2 separate regions of the Xenopus laevis genome follow, and region 2 is linked to region 1. Evidence: chromatin contacts called from public Hi-C data. All regions are on one chromosome and are shown on one strand. Each heading gives the region's core, a stretch centred on a gene start, on an enhancer-like site or on the middle of the called end of the contact. The rest is flanking DNA. Distances are from core to core; before and after follow the strand shown.

Region 1 (6,943 bases), core at 2,460-4,959:
GAGCTTTAAAGATGGCAAAATTGTCTCTGAAGCTTGAAGTTATTTTTTTAATATTCTTTTCATTAATTTATTTAATATTTTCTGAAACCTGCAAAACTTGTGGTAAGTAATATTGGGAGGAATTGGGCATGTAGAATTGACATATATTTTTGACACCTATTTTTTCCTTTATGTGTTATAGCACCAATCATTGAATTCAATGGGAGACATTCAGACTCAACGACAAAACGCTGTGTAAAATGCAGTGATGATTAACTGATTACACAGGTTTTTTGTCTATAACACCGCGATAAATACACGGGAGTTTATAATGTCTACCATTGCGTTAATGTGGCAATGTTAAACCTAAATTACTTATCTTTTACACACCTTTATAAATAGGCACCAATGTTTCTCATTTAATATACAAATATTTTAGCTTCAGCCAAGGTTTAGCATTATAAGACAAGATTTCTATTGTGATGTCATAATAGACATCCTTGCTGAATCCTGATGATGTCATAATGCTAAACAGACATCTAACACAGCTTCCTCTAAACACTCATTTGCTTTTAAGCTTTGAAGATGGCGAGACTCTCTCTAAAGCTTGAAGTTATTTTTCTAATATTCTTTTCATTAATTTATTTAATCTTTTCTGAAACCTGCAAAACTTGTGGTAAGTAATATTGGGAGGAATTGGGCATGTAGAATTTCTTTTTAGAGGCCATATATTTTGACACCTATTTTTTCCTTTATGTGTTATAGCACCAATCATTGAATTCAATGGGAGACATTCAGACTCAAAGACAAAACACTGTATAAAATGCAGTGATGATTAACTGATTACACAGGTTTTTTTGTCTATAATCGGGTACATGTAAGCATATAATCATATCACAGCTCTATAAAAGCATGGGAGTTTATAATATCTACCATTGTGTTAATGTGGCAATGTTATACTTAAATTACACATCTTTTACACACCTTTATAAATAGGCACCAACGTTTCTCATTTAATATGCAAATGTTTTAGCTTCAGCCCAGGTTCAGCATTATAAGACAAGTTTTATATTGTGATGTCATAATAGACATCTTGCTGAATCCTGATGATGTCATAATGCTAAACAGACATCTAACACAGCTTCCTCTAAACACTCATTTCCTTTTAAGCTTTGAAGATGGCGAGACTCTCTCTAAAGCTTGAAGTTATTTTTTTAATATTCTTTTCATTAATTTATTTAATCTTTTCTGAAACCTGCAAAACATGTGGTAAGTAATATTGAGAGGAACAGGGCATGTAGAATTTCTTTTTAGAAGCTGTTTATATTTGACACCTAGTTTTTCCTTTATGTGTTATAGCACCAATCATTGAATTCAATGGGACACATTCAGGCTCAAAGACAAAACACTGTGTAAAATGCAGTGATGATTAACTGATTACACAGGTTTTTTTGTCTATAATCGGGTACATGTAAGCATATAATCATATCACAGCTCTATAAAAGCACGGGAGTCTATAATGTCTACCATTGCGTTAATGTGGCAATGTTATACCTAAATTACTCATCATAAGACACCTTTATGAATAGGCACCAATGTTTCTCATTTTATATGCAAATGTTTTAGCTTTAGCCCAGTTTCAGCATTATAAGACAAGATTTCTATTGTGATGTCATAATAGACATGTTGCTGAATCCCAATGATGTCATAATGCTAAACAGACATCTAGCACAGCTTCCTATAAACACTCATTTGCTTTTGAGCTTTGAAGATGGCGAGATTGTCTCTGAAGCTTGAAGTTATTTTTTTAATATTCTTTTCATTAATTTATTTAATCTTTTCTGAAACCTGCAAAACATGTGGTAAGTAATATTGAGAGGAACAGGGCATGTAGGATTTATTTTTAGAAGCTGTTTATATTTGACACCTAGTTTTTCCTTTATGTGTTATAGCACCAATCATTGAATTCAATGGGACACATTCAGACTCAAAGACAAAATGCTGTGTAAAATGCAGTGATGATTAATTGATTACACAGGTTTTTTGTTTATAATTGCATACATGTAAGCATATAATCATAACACAGCTCTAAAAATACATGGGAGTTTACAATGTCTACCATTGTGTTAATGTGGCAATGTTATATTAAAATTACTCATCTTTTATACACCTTTATAAATAGCCCCATCGTTTCTCAATTAATATGCTAATGTTTTAGCTTCAGCCCAGGTTCAGCCTTAGAAGCCATGATTTCTATTGTGATGTCATAATGAAATCTTGCTTAATCCTGATGATGTCATAATGCTAAACTGACATCAAGCACAGCTTCCTCTAAACACTCATTTGCTTTTGAGCTTTGAAGATGGCAAGACTACCTATAAAGCTTGAAGTGATTTTTTTAATATCCCTTTCATTAATTTATTTAATTTTTTCTGAAACCTGTAAGACTTGTGGTAAGTAATATCGGGAGGAATTGGGCATATAGATCTTCTTTTTAGAGGGCATATATTTTTGACACCTAGTTTTTCTTTTATTTGCTATAGCACTAATCATTGAATTCAATAGGATACATTTAGGTTTAAAAGCAAAATGCTGTGTAAAATGCAGTGATTATTAAGTGATTACACAGGTTTCTTCAGCTTTTAAACTTTTTATACTTTAATTTTATATTTGGCTTCACATACACATATAATCAATCATTATACAGCTTTATAAATACATTGAAGTCTGCATGGCTTTATCTGAGTATTCTAATTAAGTTAATTGACTCCTGATAGATATTGACCGTAAGTTTTACATGTGTGTGATAGGAACCTTAGACTGTAAGCTGCAAGTGAAATTAACACATGTTTAATTAGGTATATACTATCTATCTATCTATCTATCTATCTATCTATATCAGTCCAATGAGTATCCGCACTCCACTGCCAAAATATGTACTCACAGCACTCACAGCACTGTGGTGTTCTACATACATGTGCCCCAACTAAAATATTCACTATTGACTTCCTCCTGAATTGTTTGTAATTGTATGACGAATTGTATCTAAAACTATTGTAATGATTTTTAAAGTTTAACTTTTTTTTGGATTTTTAACATGCTATTCTGTATTACTGTGAGACAAGTTATCCAGAAAACCCCAAATCCCATATCTGTTTTTAGTGATTTTGACTACCACTGAATTCTCTCCCACAGATTGCGGAAAAAGACCTCTAGTAGAAAACATTCAACGTGGCTCCCGTATAATTGGAGGTGTAAATGCCCAGCCAGGAGCCTGGCCCTGGATAGTAAGCATCCAGTACAGTAAAGGTACCAGCTATTCACATTTCTGTGGTGGTACCATCTTGAATAGCCAATGGGTGGTGACAGCAGCTCACTGCTTCAACCATTTCAAAGAGTAAGTTTTATTATTTCTATTAGTTGTCACACAAATAATGACAGATACGATAGGACATTACTGAATACGAATATCTTCTTGTTTCAGAAAATTCCATAGTCTGAGACTGGTATTTGGAGCCCACCAGCTTTCTCAGTTGGGTCCACACACCCAGATCCGAAAAATCAAGAAGTTGGTAGTACATGAAGAGTACTCAGGAGAAGGGAAACAAATATATGACATGGCTCTTCTTCATTTGAATGAGACCATCAAATTTAATGACTACATCCAACCAGCCTGTTTTCCTTCTAAATCAATTAATGTTGAGCACATGACTCAATGTCAAGTAGCAGGATGGGGTGTTCTTAGCGAAAACTGTAAGTATCTGTTTAAAGAAGTTTGTAAGTGCTACTACAAATTACTTTTACTTTTTCTCAAAGAGATATGTATTTAATGTATTTATTGTATTTAGCTAAAGAATCATCTGACATCCTTCAAGAAGCCGGTGTGACACTTATCCCTAGGCCGCTTTGCAACAGCACAGAATGGTATAATGGTAAGATAGAAGAATACAACCTGTGTGCTGGCCATAAGGAAGGGAAGATTGACAGCTGCCAGGTAAGAGATACATTTTGGTATTTTGACTTTTTCCAAGTGAAAAGTAATCCCCCTAGTTAATTTTAAGTACTCTATAATCCTATTATTATATATCACTATTTGTAAGTAGACTTCTTTAGAAATAATAATTTAGTATGGTGGCACAACACCAAAACTAGTGATATCACATTTACCACTAAATTTCTTTCCTGTATGTCCATGCTATAAACTAAACAGTGTTTAACGCAGTGTACTGTTCTTGTTTTCAGGGTGACAGTGGAGGACCTCTTATGTGTAGGACAAAATTTAGTGACTTTGCTGTGGTTGGAGTGACAAGCTGGGGATCAGGATGTGCCCGAAAGCAACGTCCTGGGATTTACAGTAGTACCCAGTATTTTACTGAATGGATCAATAGAAAATTGTACAAAAAGGCTACAAAAAGATCAAAAAGATCTGTTCTTAAAAAGATCTTTTTTCAACATGATCTTACAACCCCTAGGATAAATATGAAAGTAAATACAGAATACCAGCATGCTACCAAAAACAAACTGAAACTATATATGATTGACGCATTTAAGTCTAAAGCAGCCACCCAGTTGCCTAGGAGTGAAAACAGACCAATGGCGATGCCAGTGAAGCATGGTTTTAAGATGAATCCAAGTGCATATTTGGTAAGCTCAGTTCAGCAACCTAATGCACCAGTATCTGTGCCATATAATACACCAACACCAGAACCAGATCAAAGAAAGCAGCTCCAATCTTTATGGCACCGTCTGATACAGATATATAGATGGATATCAACTGTCTTGGTTTCTGGCCCTGCTATGGGCGCAGCACAGCGTTAATTTAAACAACTGGCTAAACAACTGACCGTTTGTGAGACGAACTGCCTTGTAGTGGGACAATCTGATCGGACATTTGAAAATGTCATCTGTTGATGCCAACAGCCAGTATATAATGCATCAACAGATGATAAAGTGAAGAGGAGCTACGGGCATACACATATCAATTTGATCACAAAAATAAAGTTTTGTACAATTTTTTGGTATGTGTATGCTGGAGGGATGATCCGATCGGAGGGTCCGCAGCTCCTCTTTACTTCCTGCAGTTCCAGTTATTCAGACTGTTGACCATTTATATGGTATCCATTTGACCCATATGTTAATCAGAGGCTCACCCAATCTACAGCCAACTTTAGTCTGAAGACTTATTGAAGGTTGTATAATTTTTCTTTACCCTGAATTTATCTTGTTTTCCTTTGTTGCTAAAATAAAGTTTTTTAAATTGATCTCCTGTGTTGCGTGGGATTTCTAGGTTTATGTGTAATAACACAGTGGGTGTTCACAATTAAAGTATGATTACCCACATGATACCACTAAGTATCTTTAAAAATAGAAGAACATACCTGTATGTTACACTGTTTTTTTTTATGTATAAGTAATTGGAATGAACCTGTGTATAATAACCTGAAAGTGAATGATGACATCATGCTGGTTAATGTTTGTAAAGATTGTTTATTTGGTTAATGAAAAGGAAAACAAAGATGCTATGCTATTATACAACTGTCTTTCTGTATTGCTATAATTGCACAATAAAAGAATTGTTAAAAAAAAAAAAAAGTATCTTTAAAAATATATCACTTTAAACAGCCCATATTTAAAAGCCTTCATAAAAATAAGCCATTTTCATAAATAATACAGTATATATACATGATTTTAGTGAAACCCTTAATGATGCAGCTTGTCCTACTGGCTTGTATAATGAATACAAAATGTAATAAAGCTTATGTATTAGGGGCCTGAGGGATTAATCAGGAGTTACGCTTCAGCCAGACTACTTGCTCTGTCTGTTTAATGTAAAGGATTCAATTGCCCATTCTAGTACCACAGAATTCTTCACTACATTATTTGAAAAAGACCAACAGAGGTTGCTGTAAATTAACTTTATTAATTTATTCAGTAAATGAAACAGTAAAAATTTATTTTGTCACTTTATGTAAGTAGTTAACACATTCCATGGCTTTCCTTCATATATTATAGCACACTGCCACATTGCGGCTAACTCGAGAAACTAGGGGTCTTGGCTTGACCCAGGAAGAGGAGCATTACTCCCTCCGCAGACTAAGGGGCATTAACTGGCCAAACTTGATTCCAAAGATGATTGCACAATAAATAAGAACAATATTCTCCCACTGTGCCATTAAATGAATGGGGCCACACACTGTACCTATCATGAAATGCAGGGTGCCACAAAATGTAATGAAATGTTGGGGGGCCACAGTGTGTCTGTCATGAAATGTTGCTGCATCTAGTGCTTCTGATTTTGCCATTGGAACTATAAAAATCTAGTGTTTTTGATAACTGTGTGTGGGATTTGGAGGTGTGTCTTAAAAGGGGTTTGTGTTAAAAGGGGTTTGTGTTAAAAGTGGGTGTGGCCAGAGGTTTCACCACACACTATATTCTGCAGTTCATTATGTCCACCTTTATTCAATGTTTGGACATGCTATTTACAAGGATTTGTTCTCCATATTGTGTTAAAACATGCTTTCCCTACATATTTATATATGTAGGATAAGATGGAGCTTCCATAGTGCCTCAGTCATTAACAATTGTATGTACTAGAAAAGAACAAATGTAATTTCAACAGTTCAGTGTAATAATAAATGTTACATCAAGAGGTGAATTAAAATAAAAGGACATGATGTTTCTGTAACTTTGCAGCATTGTCCTTTTAACACTCATTAAGCAATAAACTAAACTCAAACCACATAGAAATATGAAAGAGAATTCTTTCAATTTATTGGAACAAATACAACAGTGTGGGTTCTTCAGATACAACTAGGGTTGCAACCTTTTTTATTGTTTTTTTTTTAACAACATTGGCATTAAGCAACATTTTTATAGGCCAAGTGGCAACCTTAGACACAGCTCACTCTCCTCCAGCAGCCACAGCTTAACCTTCCAATGTCAATTATTTATAGATGGTGGTGCT
Region 2 (6,943 bases), core at 2,042-4,541, 72 kb after region 1:
GCTGTAAGGACAAAGTAGTTCTAAACATGACAGACAATCCATTAAGTCGTCAGGCTATAAGTGGAGTCAGGCAGTTGCAAAACTGGTTTGCCTACTTCCCAGATGTCTTAGTGATAGTATTTAAATTCACAGCTGATAACCTATCTAGCCATTGGCATTAAGCATAAAGGAGGCCATACATGCTACAATTATGGTTATACGAAAGAACTTTCATCCACTCTACTAACGTTAAAGGAAAAGAAGAGGTCATTTTTATTACCTATCTTAAACTGTTGCCTGATCACACCCCTCCTGAACCGTTATAGTGTCACCAGCCAAAATGTTTTCCCACACTTACACCGTGCCACTGAAGTTTTTCCCCATTACTGAGTTTGTGGCTGCCATGTTGGCCATGTACACGTCGCATCCTTTGTCTCCTCGGTAAAAGTTCCTTCTCCTTCAAGAGCTGAATTGTCAGATATGCAGGTACAAACAAAAACAATTCTTTAGCTCCATCTGATGATTCAGCATTAACATAACGATGTTGGGGCACCTTCGAAGGTGCCCAATCAAAATTTTCAGTCCTGCCTGATCGTCTAGACAACTGATATCCAAGGCTTTTTACCGATATCGGTCTCCCATAAAACACGCAAAGATTATTGTACGAAAGATCTTTTGTACAATAATATCGGTGCATATATGGGCACCTTACATCTTAAGAGCTTGTTTGCAATCTTTAATTGAAAAAGTGCAAGGAGATTGCTATTGAAATTGCATTGTTGCCTACTTGTGTTCATTTGCAAGGGAGTCCTAGCCTCAGTAATGCCGGCCGGATGTTAGATGCAGGCAGCCTAGAGGCAGCCCACCATCAAATCCAGCTTTGCTTCTCTTGTATGTAATATACTAACCAGCCAGGATATCAGCACTAGGGATGGGCGAATTTTTTCGCCTTGTTTTGGCGCGAAAATGACGCCCATAGACTTTTATGGTGCATCAAAAAAAATGTATTTATAACAATATTTTACCACGCTACAAAAAATTTTCAACACCCATAGACTGTAATGGGGGTCTGCGACATTTTGCTGGCGGCGAATTTTTTGGTGAAAAGAAATGGGTCAAATTCGCCCATCGCTAATCAGCACCTTAAATCATATATGTGGAACAGACAATAAATTTAGTTGCGTACTACCAGATACTTAAGAATCAGGGCAGTCCGCAGTATGCTTTAAGTTAAACTGTTAGCAATGCAGAGTGATTTTACATTGTGCCCTTTTTTTGTGGGGCTGTTAGTTTGAAGAATAAATATTTTTATAAACAAGGAAATTGATGCTCCATGATCTCCATGGCAAAGAAAATGCATCATGTGCCTTTTACCAGGTTAGCGCTCCTTTATATCAGAACACCACACATTTATAATAAAAGTCAGTTCCCAGGTGTATTTAAATATTTTCAAGATAAATAGTTAACAGTACTAATCAAACATTACTATGAAATCCACTATACAAACCAATTGGGTCATCTTTTCTCTTGAAATAATCAGAAAAGAATAAAAGCAGTTGCACAATCCCAGCCTTTACAATGTGAATTTCCTGCACATAGAACTTAGCGGCATAAAACACTTTTTATATCTGTAAAGAGTTTCCCTTCTAAATCCTTTATTTTGCAGTTTAAATAGCAATTAAAAAAAACAATTAAACTTAAAAATAGGGTGTAGAAATAGTGCTGCTTCACGTAGCTCTGAAACTCCCTCTCTGTCAAAAACTGAAACAGACGTAAAGCCAAGCAGTGTTTGGAACAATTTGCTAGTGACAGCAGATGGGAGAGTTTATTGATTGTATCCTGCTAGGGAAACACTAACCAGCTCCAGTGACATTTGCTGATGCAGGAGACATTGCATGATATTTACTTTTAGTAAGCATTCAATAAATGAGGCAGTTTTATAGTTGTTGATGCCTGTCAGCAGTAATTGAAACTGAAAACAGCAGTGCTGGGATTTATTTTATAGACACCTGTCTTTTGTCACTTCTGTGACATGTAAAAGTGATAGCTGTCTCAGCAGCAATTCTACAGAGCTCAGGAAGAACTCAATAAACTCAGGCCCTTGCAGGACTGATAACAATCTCATTCAGCTACATTCCATATCAAAACTATCCATGCATTTTATTCTTGTAACGTACCTTGTTAAGCAGGAATCTGGGGTTAGCTTGCTGGCATTGAGCCGACTCTTCTGTAAGGCAGGAGAGCCCAACTAGTCCCGGTTTTGACTGATGCCTTTTTGGAAACCTGGAACTTTCTGCTGTTTTTCTAGCTGGGAACTTACCAACTTCAGAGTGCAGAGGTTCTAGATGAGGTACAGGCAAGGATCCGGCAAAGAGAAGACAAAACAGGCAGAGGTCAGGACATGCATCGAGTTTCGTAGTCAAAGGACAAGTCAAAAACCAGGATCAAAATGCATGGAAGGGCATGAGCAGGATCTGAAACAACCAGATGCCAGCTTAGGCAAAGAGAATGGGTTTTAACATGTTGCTCACAAGCCAAAGCCTGGGGATCACTGCCTTATACCATAAAACATGTTATTTTATATAAGTTGTCCCTAGAAGCCACTTTACACAATACTGCCAAAATGTTATCCCTACATACATTACCGGTGAATGAATAATAAGAGTTTATCAGTACAGGGCAAAATCTGTGCATCATACATAATACTTCACATCATTGAATGCATTTTTCTTAATTGGCTCAACTCACTCTCAATTTCTCTGGTCTCTGGTTCTAACTCTTCCAAGTTATCTAGGTATATTTATGGATGATGGTTTTTACTTTTTATATTTTATTCCAATAAAGATTGTTGTTCCAACAAATATTTTAGTGGAAACATATGTTCTTTGACCTTGTATTGGTGTTTTGTATATATTATTTATAACAAAAGTCATTCTGTGTGACGTATTCTACAGATGGGGCAAATATACTAGCATAGGTGCAATATTGCAATAAAGTTATCAAAAAGCAAACCAAGCAACAGTAAGTTTGATGTAGACGGTAGTGTAAGAAATGGCTGACTATGTGCTAGGTTAGCTAATCAGCCCTTTGGTATTACAGTTTGTGTTAAAGACTGTTATGATTCATACCCAGGATATCTAAATCTAGAAAAACTTGTTCTTAAGTACTTAAATATCTCAGGTCTGTCACACAGAGAAAGCAGTTTCAATGCTGCTAGCTATTTCAGTATATACACATTTTACCCAGAAGCTGGCAATATACCTGGGAAAGTGCAGCTGTTATTGTTACACCAGCAGCTGCATTATGTTTGCCTTTCGGCTTCTTTTCAATCCTTTACAGTAGGATGGTTCTTTCTCCTCTGGCTTGGTTCTCCAGAGCTCACATTTTTGTTGTATGCTTTTCTTTTGTTACCTCACTTGCAGAGACAGCTATTCTTAATCTCTATCCGCCTCTTGTCGTGTTGTTCAGCCTGACTGCACAGTTTTACGTCATTGGGTTTGAAGCTATGTATCAGCAAACATTTCTTTGAGTAAATCAGGGGGTAGTCACTATGGTGTACTAAAAAGTTCACTCAGAAGCTACAAATCTATCCCTTCACGTATTAATATATACCCAATCCCCATGCACAAGTGGTTGTTGCTTTCACTTGCTTCTCTGTGTTTATGTACACAAGTAAAAAATGCTTTCATAATGAAAAGAATGAATCTATATATGTGTATTTACTGCCTACTTACCAAACAGTATGGGCTATGGCACACTGTATGCGGTCTCTGCTGGGCTGGCATATTTCTGTGCAAAACAACTACTCCTACCTGCCATTCACTTGAATGGGAACAACATGAAGGGCAGCCCTGATATTTGACCTGAAAATGCTCACTAGAGAATTTAGTGAACGTTTGGTGCTTTAAAACCCAGTATAGGTGTGGGATCCATTATCTGGAAACCCATTATCCAGAAAGCTCAGAATTACGGAAAGGCCGTCTCCCATAGACTCCATTTTATCTAAATAATCAAATTTTTTTTAAAAAAAATTCTCTGTAATAATAAAACAGTACCTTGTACTTGATCCAAACTAAGATATAATTAAATCTTATTGGAAGCAAAACCAGCCTATTGGATTTATTTAACATCTACATGATTTTCTAGTAGACTTAAAGAATGAAGATACAAATTACAGAAAGGCCGCTTATCCGGAAAACCCCAGGTCCCAAGCATTCTGGATAACAGGTCCCATGCCTGTACCAGTGTTGTCAAATGCTTCTCATTCAAGTGAAAGGGAGGCAACATTGGTGATTTTGACTGCTGAATGCATTTGAAACACCTACAATTTGAATTGAGCATGATTTCTTTGTGAAGAGACATACAATGTTGATTATAAAATGTGTAAAAGGCTGAATCTTTCCTTGGAGGACTGATACAAGGGTTGTGCTGCAGTTTTCTTTTAAGACTATATATTTTCCAAAAATAATTTTCAGTAGTAAAGAATGGGTTACTAGCATACTTTCATTTGTTTAAGGAAATACAAAATGCAATATATTGAAAATGATTTGAAGAATCTAAGTGAGCTCACACAGGCTGAACATTCTGATGTTTTCTGACTAGATTTGTTTTGATTCCAGAAAAGGCCTGCCTTCAAGTTCAACATTCACACTGGAAGACAGCGCCTATCAAACATCTGAACAGAGCACCCTTGAATGGGATAATGACAATTCCTCTGTATTTGACATCTATCTTGTGAGTATCTGTTTCCCTTAGTTTTTGCATTAGCGTTGGCTGTGCCCTAACACAAGTATGTAAATATTGTAGATTATTGGGCATGGACAGCTAAATAAGAATGAAAAAATACTATACATTGGTTCAGGGGCGATCCTGGCCCCTCCACCGCCTGAGGCAGCAGCAGTTGCTGCTGCCCCCCCTCCCCTGGAAATTTGCTCTTAAAGTACCAGGAGCAGCCTCAACTCGCCTCATTGGCGAAGCACCCCTGCATTGGTTAAAGGATTTACTGTCTCCTTTTTTACTGTGTATAAGACGAAAGTAGGAAAAATCAATACGGCCATGGTCAGATGGAAAATTGGCTCTGCTGCTCTTCGTCTGCGTTTTGTGAGGCTGAGAGAAGCGGATCTGCTATCTGTGGATGTCAGTTACCTGAGCAATATGTAGGATAACATTCAAAATGCAAGGCTAAGCTTAGCTTCTCAACAAAAAAACACAACAGTTCTAGCTGTATTTTGTTTTGATTATTGCTGTCTAAATGCTGTGATTAATTCTGTTTTGAAATAACTATTTGGTGCACTAGTAGCATTAGAAGCACCATTAGTGGGCTCCATCAGTGTTCCTTTTTAGGATAATCTTATAGCAGTTTGGATGGATCTCAAAGAGAAAATACTACTGACAGTAGTGATGTGTGGGCGATACCCGGGGGTCGGGCTGGTTCGGGCCGTCTGCAACCCTACAAATGCCAACTTCCGGGTTTAACTTTTATAGAAGTGCGCCTGCTCGTCCAGGTCTTTTGTGACATCCTTGGCGGGCAGGTCTATAAAAGGAACCCGGAAGTCTGGCGCAGGTGGAGGGACAGATGGGTGCAGGGTGATTTGCAGGGAAACCCCGACCCGCACAACACTTGTGTTGCTTCCCAGAAGGACACAAGGAAAGCTTTGCAACATAGGACTGTAGTAAGTCAGTAAGGGCCTGTACAACAAGCTGGATCCTGGCTGCATATTCTGTACTATAGAAGCAATTAATGCATGAAACACTATACTGTTGATGACAGTTTTTCAGCTTCACTCATAGAGCAGCTGATTGCTGCTTGATTTATTCTTCAAATTTCAAGGATAAGAAATCAAGAGGCATAACAGGCAACTCTTTAAAGGTAGCCCTCTTAGAGCACAGTTGAGTTCATTTGACTGACTCATTTGGGTTCAGTTGGATACTCAACTGATTTTAGTCCTGTTCAACCTTGCTTACATACACCAACTGGCTGGTAAGATTTGTATTATTTTGCTTTTTTATATGCACAACAAAAAAAGACATAAGGGCTCATTTTAGGGTATTGGCAGACGGGGAAATTAGTTGTCCAGCGACAAATCTCCCCAAATGTCTTCCCGCCGGCAGGATGGCATACATTTCCAAAGTCGCCCGTTTAGGTGCAAAGTTTAGGGAAAACAATCATTGCATTGCGGGAAAAAATATCTGCATCAATTTTGTATTGAGCACATTCTACTTTTTTTTTGTTTTAACTCTTTTAGTTGTTTTATTATTTTTCACAAATATATAAATAGAAAAACAACAAAAACAAGCAAGATGGAAATAGTTATCCAAGTGCAATAAAATTTCACAGTATTACAAAATTTCACAAGGTGCAATCAAACTTCACTTCACATTCTACTTGTTTGAAAAATCACAGACTAATTCAGTATCTTGATTTATTTAATAAATACATTTCAACTGTTTGGCAATTTTACCGACAGTAATTCCAGAGGTAGAAGCAGTTGTGAGCCTTCCAATCAGAGGCAATGTACTGTAGGATCTGTTGCTTCAAGGCCTTGAAATAAGCTCCTCAGTCCCTGCTGATTTGCCAGCACTACAGTTGGATGCTTACCAAACAGCCTATAGCAATTGAATTATTGACTTCACTTGGTACTATTTATGTAAATATGTACAAATATATATAGGTATTTTTAGGCATCAGTCACCTTTAGGGTGAAGACACGCGGATCTACTAGTAGCTGCTACTTGTCACGGCTACAAAAATAGACAATGTTGATCATTTACATTATCATTACTTTAAATTTCAAAGTGAATTGCGATTTAAAATCTTAAAAGCGGTTTTCAAAATGCTTTTTGCAACAGCAAAATGTTACATAGGGTTCTGACAAGGAAGAATGTGGGCATGAACTAAAGCTTTGTCTCATTTATTTAGATATAGAAAATGCCGAGCTATGTTTCTGATGGTGGTTAAACTTTT

What was found. A called contact is a pair of places that touch in the nucleus more often than the background predicts.
Region 2: a contact with region 1 is called in a Hi-C map of the XTC cell line, with 4 times the contacts expected there. The contact joins the enhancer-like site here to the promoter of LOC121398708 in region 1. A contact is called at or near these places in 2 of 4 Hi-C or Micro-C datasets (the XL177 cell line and the XTC cell line).

Annotation. Positions count from the first base shown.
Region 1 is chr1S:119,266,235-119,273,177 of Xenopus_laevis_v10.1, forward strand. It overlaps LOC121398708, which reads left to right and starts at 3,710. Exons shown (of 2, transcript XM_041577658.1): 1 at 3,710-3,973; 2 at 4,222-5,526. The coding sequence starts at 3,800. The coding sequence ends at 4,797.
Region 2 is chr1S:119,338,695-119,345,637 of Xenopus_laevis_v10.1, forward strand. pip5k1c.S (phosphatidylinositol-4-phosphate 5-kinase, type I, gamma S homeolog) reads left to right here. Exons shown (of 15, transcript NM_001089262.1): 14 at 4,599-4,713. Among protein-coding and RNA genes, the nearest start is that of MGC68999, 31 kb to the right of the region's middle. Within about 2 kb of position 3,292, at least 1 of the 7 cell types and tissues checked has an H3K27ac peak or open chromatin away from gene starts, as enhancers often do.